Regions from separate parts of the Sus scrofa genome. Here region 1 is linked to region 2. The links are chromatin contacts, called in public HiChIP or PLAC-seq maps. All regions are on one chromosome and are shown on one strand. Each heading gives the region's core, a stretch centred on a gene start, on an enhancer-like site or on the middle of the called end of the contact. The rest is flanking DNA. Distances are from core to core; before and after follow the strand shown.

Region 1 (2,956 bases), core at 179-2,678, 84 kb after region 2:
AGTGGAAACACAACACACCAAACTTATAGAATCTAGCAAAAGAAGTTCTAAAAGGGAGGTTTATAGTAATAAACACTTACTTTTTAAAAAAAAAATCACAAATAAACAACCTAACTTTATACTCTCAGGAACCAAAAAAAGTCCAGGAGTTGCCATCGTGGCGCAGTGGTTAACAAATCCGACTAGGAACCATGAGGTTGCGGGTTTGGTTCCTGGCCTTGCTCAGTGGGTTAACGATCCAGCATTGCCAAGAGCTGTGGTGTAGGTTGCAGACACAGCTCAGATCCCGTGTTGCTGTGGCTCTGGCCGTAGGCCAGTGGCTACAGCTCCGATTCGACCCCTAGCCTGGGAACCTCCATATGCCGCGGAAGCGGCCCAAGAAATGGCAAAAGGACAAAAAAAAAAAAAAAAAAAAAAAGTCCAAAGTTAACAGAAGGAAGGAAATAACAAAGATCAGCACAGAAATAAACATGAAATAGAGATCAGAAAAACCAATAGAAAAGATCAACAAAAAGAAGACCAGTTCCGTTATGGCGAAGCAGAAGCAAATCCAATTAGGAACCATGAGGTTGTGGGTTCGATCCCTGGCCTTGCTCAGTGGGTTAAGGATCTGACATTGTTGTGGCTGTGGTGTAGGCCAGCAGCTACAGCTCTGATTGGACCCCTAGCCTGGGAACCTCCATATGCCTCGGGTGCAGCCCTCAAAGGACAAAAGACAAAAAAAAAAAGAAAGAAAAGAAAAGGAAAAAAAACCTGTTCTTTTTCAAAAAAGATAAAACAAAATTGACAAACCCGTAGCTTGGGAAACTCAGGAAAAAAGAGAGAAAATTCAAACAAATAAAAATCATAAATGAGGAAGTTCCCGTTGCGGCTCAGCAGTAACAAACCAACTATTATCTGTGAGAATGAGGGCTCGATCCCTGGCCTTGCTCGGTGGGTCAGGGATCTGGCGTCGCGATGAGCTGTGGTCTAGGTTGCAGACACAGCTTAGATCCCGTGTTGCTGTGGCTGTGGTGTAGGCTGACAGTTACAGCTCTGATTCAACGCCTAGCCTGGGAACTTCCATATGCCTTGGGTGGGGCCGTAAAAAGACCAAAAAAAAAAAAAAAAAGTTTTTTTTTTTTTTTAATTCCCCAGCTTTATTTACTTTTTAAATTTTTCTTTTGGCTGTGCCTGCAGCATGTGGAATTCCCCAGGACAGGAATTGAACTTGCCCCACAGCAGTGACCCAAGCTGCCGCAGTGACAACTCCAGACCCCTGACCCACTGTGCCACAAGAGAAATCCTACCCAGCCTTAGTATAAAGAGCTATAACCTACAGAAACAAAAGCTTTTGGGGTCATCAATAATTTTGAAGACTGTGTCAAGCCGTCCTGAGTACACAAGAAGCCGTGATTTAGAGGACAGTGAGAAGAGTGTGAATCAGCAAAGACACTGAGAAGGAGGCTAGTGATTAGGAGGAAACCAGGGATTGCAGCATCACAGAAATCAGAGGCAGTTTCAAAAAAAAAAAAAAAAGAGTATTTAAATAAATGGGTTAAAGGTGGCCCCTCTATCTTAGTCCCTGTTACTTTTTCACTGAACGCTGGGACAGTTGGGTCTAAGCCCACCAGCATGAAACTCAAAATTTCACACATCCAGTTGCTTTAACTATAGCCCAATAAGCATATTTTAACCATTTAGAATCTGCCTGTTTTGCTTTTTTTTTTTTTTTTTTTCCTGCTTTTTAGCGCTGTACACGGCATATGGAGGTTTCCAGGCTAAGGGTCGAATTGGAGCTACACCTGCCCGCCTACACCACAACAATGCAGGATCCGAGGGGCGTCTGCTACTTACACCACAGCTCACAGCAACGCTGGATCCCCAACCCACAACGAGGCCAGGGATTGAACCCGCATCCTCACCTACACTAGTCGGATTCGTTTCCGCTGTGCCACAACAGGAACTCCCTGTTTTGCGTATCTTGAAAAACTGCACCCACTATCTGCAAGCCAAAGATAAAAAACAAAGCTTGCAAATATAAAAGACATCCGGGTGCTGCAGCCCTTCTAGCCTTTGACCCAGAGACACCCAATTGTGCTACCAGGTAACATCACTAGTCATCAGGCCCTAACCGCTCCGCTCAGTACCAAACCCCTCCCCGCCAAAAGTCCCCTGCCCTCTTTCCTTTCTGGCTGGCAGTCCAGGCCTCTGTCCTAGAAGGTCATGGGCTGGAAGGGACTTTCTTCCCTAGCGACTTGTCAAAGCTACACCCAAATAAAGCTCATTGCGTGCTACTGCCATCTAGTGGTCACATTTTCTTAGCCCAGCCCAAAGGTCCTCAAATGCAGTACAATAGGCACCTCGGTAAACTGCCCGGTTATAGAGGAAGATAATGACAGGAAAGTACCCACTGAATTCACTCCGTGGAAAATGCTATGACCGTGACAAGTTTCAGGAAGCTATACTGGAGCCGGTTGAAGACTGAGTCGTGATACCCAAAATAAACAACTCTTAGAAATCAACAAGCAAAAGACAAATATTCCCACAGAAAAATGAGTAACAGTTATAAACAGACTGTTCACAAAAAGAAACACTGGACATGATCAGTAACCATATGGAAATAGGCTCATCAGACAAAGGCAAGTGAAACATGAAACGTATGTGACAGGCAAAGTTTTTTTATTTTTTTTATTTTTATTTTTTTGCTTTTTAGGGCAGCACACACTGCATATGGAAGTTCCCAGGCTAGGGGTCTAAGCAGAGCTACAGCTGCCAGCCTACACCACAGCCACAGCAAGGCAGGATCTGAGCTGCATCTGCAGCCTGTATACCACAGCTCACAGCAATGCCGGATCCTTAACCCACTGAGCAAGACCAGGAATCGAACCCACAATCTCATGGTTCCTAGTAGGATTCTTTTCCACTGTGACATGACGAGAATTTCTTTTTTTTTTTTATTTTTAAATTTTTAAAA
Region 2 (2,788 bases), core at 28-2,527:
GTAATACCACTTCTAGAAATTTCTCCTTCTAGCGTCATTAAAGATGTGTCTAAGGAGGTATCTATAAGGATGTTCATCCCAGTAAGAAAATCAAAAACAAAATAAAGGGTCAACCAAAGAATTACAGATGAATTACACCTCAGCATTAAGATGGAATGGTCTGCTATTAAAAACCAAGTTTTTCAAGTATGATTAAGGATACGTAGACTTCTTCATGAAATACATTTTTTAAAAGATCAGCCGGCTATGGAGTTCCCGTCATGGCGCAGTGGAAATGAGCCCAACTAGGAACCATGAGGTTGCAGGTTCGAAGCCTGGCCCTGCTCAGTGGGTTAAGGATCTGGCGTTGCCATGAGCTGTGGTGTAGGTCGCAGACACAGTTTGGGTCCCGCGTTGCTGTGGTTGTGGCATAAGCCAATGGCTACAGCTCTGATTCAGCCCCTAGCTTGGAAACGTCCATATGCTGCAAGAACAGCCCTAAAAAGCAAAAAAAAAAAAAAAAAAAAAAGACAGGCTACAAAAATAGTATATATGATGCCAGCATTATTTACACACACGCACACACGTATCATGTACATACACATGCATCCTCTCACTGGCAAAAAATGAAAGATCCGCCAAAATGTTCATGGTAGTTGTATCTGAAACAGTGTTAATTGCTTTTTATTTACTTTCTTATTCTTTTTTTTTGTCTTTTTAGAGTCACGCCCGCAGCATATGGAGGTTCCCAGGCCAGGGGCTGAATTGGAGATGTAGCCTACACCACAGCCACAGCAAAGCCACAGCAAAGCCACAGCCACAGCAAAGCCACAGCAAAGCCACAGCAAAGCCAGATTCGAGCCTAGTCTGCAACCTACACCACAGCTTACAGCAACACTGGACTCTTAACCCACTGAGTGAGGCCAAGGATCGAACCTTCATCCTCATGGATACTAATGGATACTAGTCAGATTCCTTTCTGCTGAGCCATGATGGGAACTCCACAACTTCCTTATTCTTTTTGCAATAAGGATATATGGTTATGTATATAATTGAAAACACTCATTAAGAAACAGAAAACATATTGTTATTACATTTCAAACTATTAAAAAAAACAAGGTCAGTGTATGTTCAAAGCAGGCCTGCCAGAAGCCGGGAATGGAAATGAACACTAAGCCCCAAGAGTCCGAAAGACAGTTTTAAGGAAATTGAGTCCATTTCTAAAAGTAGAAGATTAAGTAAGCCACCAGGTTGCTAAGGAAGCTCTGATCAAAAGCGTCATTCCTTCCTTTTTTTTTTGGCTGTGACATGCAGCGGCTTGATGTGGGATCTCAGTTCCCAGACTAGGGAGTGAACCCAAGCCATAGCAGTGAAAGCACCAAATCCTAACCACTCGACCACCAGGGAACTCCCAAGAGTCATACTTTAAAGACCAGGTTTTTTTCAGTCTATACTGGTAGAAAGATGAAAACAATGAGAAATGCATATGCGATACTTAGGAGGAAATCACCTAGGAGGTGTGGTCTTAGATTTCCAAACCTAAGAAACATTGTAGGAGTTCCCGTCGTGGCGCAGTGGTTAATGAATCGGACTAGGAACCATGAGGTTGCGGGTTCGGTCCCTGCCCTTGCTCAGTGGGTTAACGATCCGGCGTTGCCATGAGCTGTAGTGTAGGTTGCAGATAGCGGCTCGCGTTGCTGTGGCTCTGGCATAGGCCGGCGGCTACAGCTCCGATTAGACCCCTAGCCTGGGAACCTCCATATGCTGCAGAAGCGGCCCAAAGAAATAGCAAAAAGACAAAAAAAAAAAAAAAAAAAGGAAGCATTGTAACCCAAGTACCAGTTTCTAGAATTTTCTCAATTACCATTTCAAGGCCCCCAGGAGACCCAAGACCTTCCGGTGAAAGCTGAGCCCCGCCCATTCGTGAGACCAGCACTCCTTACCACAGCCTTATCCCAGATGATGGACATCCTCTCCTCCGTGCCGTTGGTACCCTCAGGGATCAGGGTGAAGTTGTCCTTCCCTACGGCCTTCTGGGCAGTGTTGAAAGTACAGTGGGCGCTGCCAGTGACCTGCAGGTCTCCACTGCAAGGAAAACATACGACTGGCTTTCTCACTAATCCTTGACCTCACATCATCCTTTTTTTTTTAATGGCCACACCCAAGGCATATGGAAGTTTCCAGGCCAGGGATTGAATCCAAGCTGCAGCTGCTGGCCTATGCCACAGCTGTGGCAACACTGGAAACTTTAAACCACTGTGCCAGACCGGTGATTGAACCTGCGCCTCTGCAGCAACTTGAGCCACTGCAGTCAGATTCTTAACTCACGTGCCACGGCAAGAACTCCCTGAACGTATTTTTTCTTTTTTTCTTTCTTTCTTTTTTTTTTTTTTTTGGTCTTTTTAGGGTTGCACCTGCGGCATATGGAGGTTCCCAGACTAGGGTCAAATCGGAGCTGTAGCTGCCGGTCTACACCACAGCCACAGCAACACTGGATCCAAGCTGCATCTGCAACCTACACCACAGCTCACGGCAATGCCGGATCCTTAACCCACTGAGTGGGGCCAGGGATCGAACCTGCGTCCTCATGAATGCTAGTCAGACTCATTACTGCTGAGCCATGACGAGAACCCCTGAGTATATATTTTAATGTGCCAGGCCACCGAAAGTTTCTGAAATGGTCTATCTCCCCTCAGGAGATAGAAAATTCAGGAAGATATAGACTGATCCTGAAGATTTACTCTAAAGCTGAATCTCTAGATCTGCTCTGTGGCTGGCGTATCTTACAAGTGACACGGTACCACAGTGG

What was found. HiChIP or PLAC-seq counts read pairs in DNA pulled down with a chosen protein or histone mark.
Region 1: a contact with region 2 is called in an H3K27ac HiChIP or PLAC-seq map of alveolar macrophages. The contact joins two enhancer-like sites. A contact is called at or near these places in 6 of 47 Hi-C or Micro-C datasets (adipocytes, adipose tissue, fibroblasts and 3 more) and 1 of 2 datasets of contacts at active chromatin or transcription factors (alveolar macrophages).

The regions. Positions count from the first base shown.
Region 1 is chr14:10,446,308-10,449,263 of Sscrofa11.1, reverse strand. All of the region lies in intron 1 of DPYSL2 (dihydropyrimidinase-related protein 2), which reads right to left. Among named protein-coding and RNA genes, the nearest start is that of DPYSL2, 19 kb to the right of the region's middle. Within about 2 kb of position 1,428, at least 4 of the 83 cell types and tissues checked have an H3K27ac peak or open chromatin away from gene starts, as enhancers often do. A contact at or near this core is called in alveolar macrophages, where this site is marked.
Region 2 is chr14:10,530,295-10,533,082 of Sscrofa11.1, reverse strand. It overlaps DPYSL2 (dihydropyrimidinase-related protein 2), which reads right to left. Exons shown (of 14, transcript XM_001927801.6): 10 at 1,923-2,064. Among named protein-coding and RNA genes, the nearest start is that of DPYSL2, 100 kb to the right of the region's middle. Within about 2 kb of position 1,277, at least 1 of the 83 cell types and tissues checked has an H3K27ac peak or open chromatin away from gene starts, as enhancers often do. A contact at or near this core is called in alveolar macrophages, where this site is marked.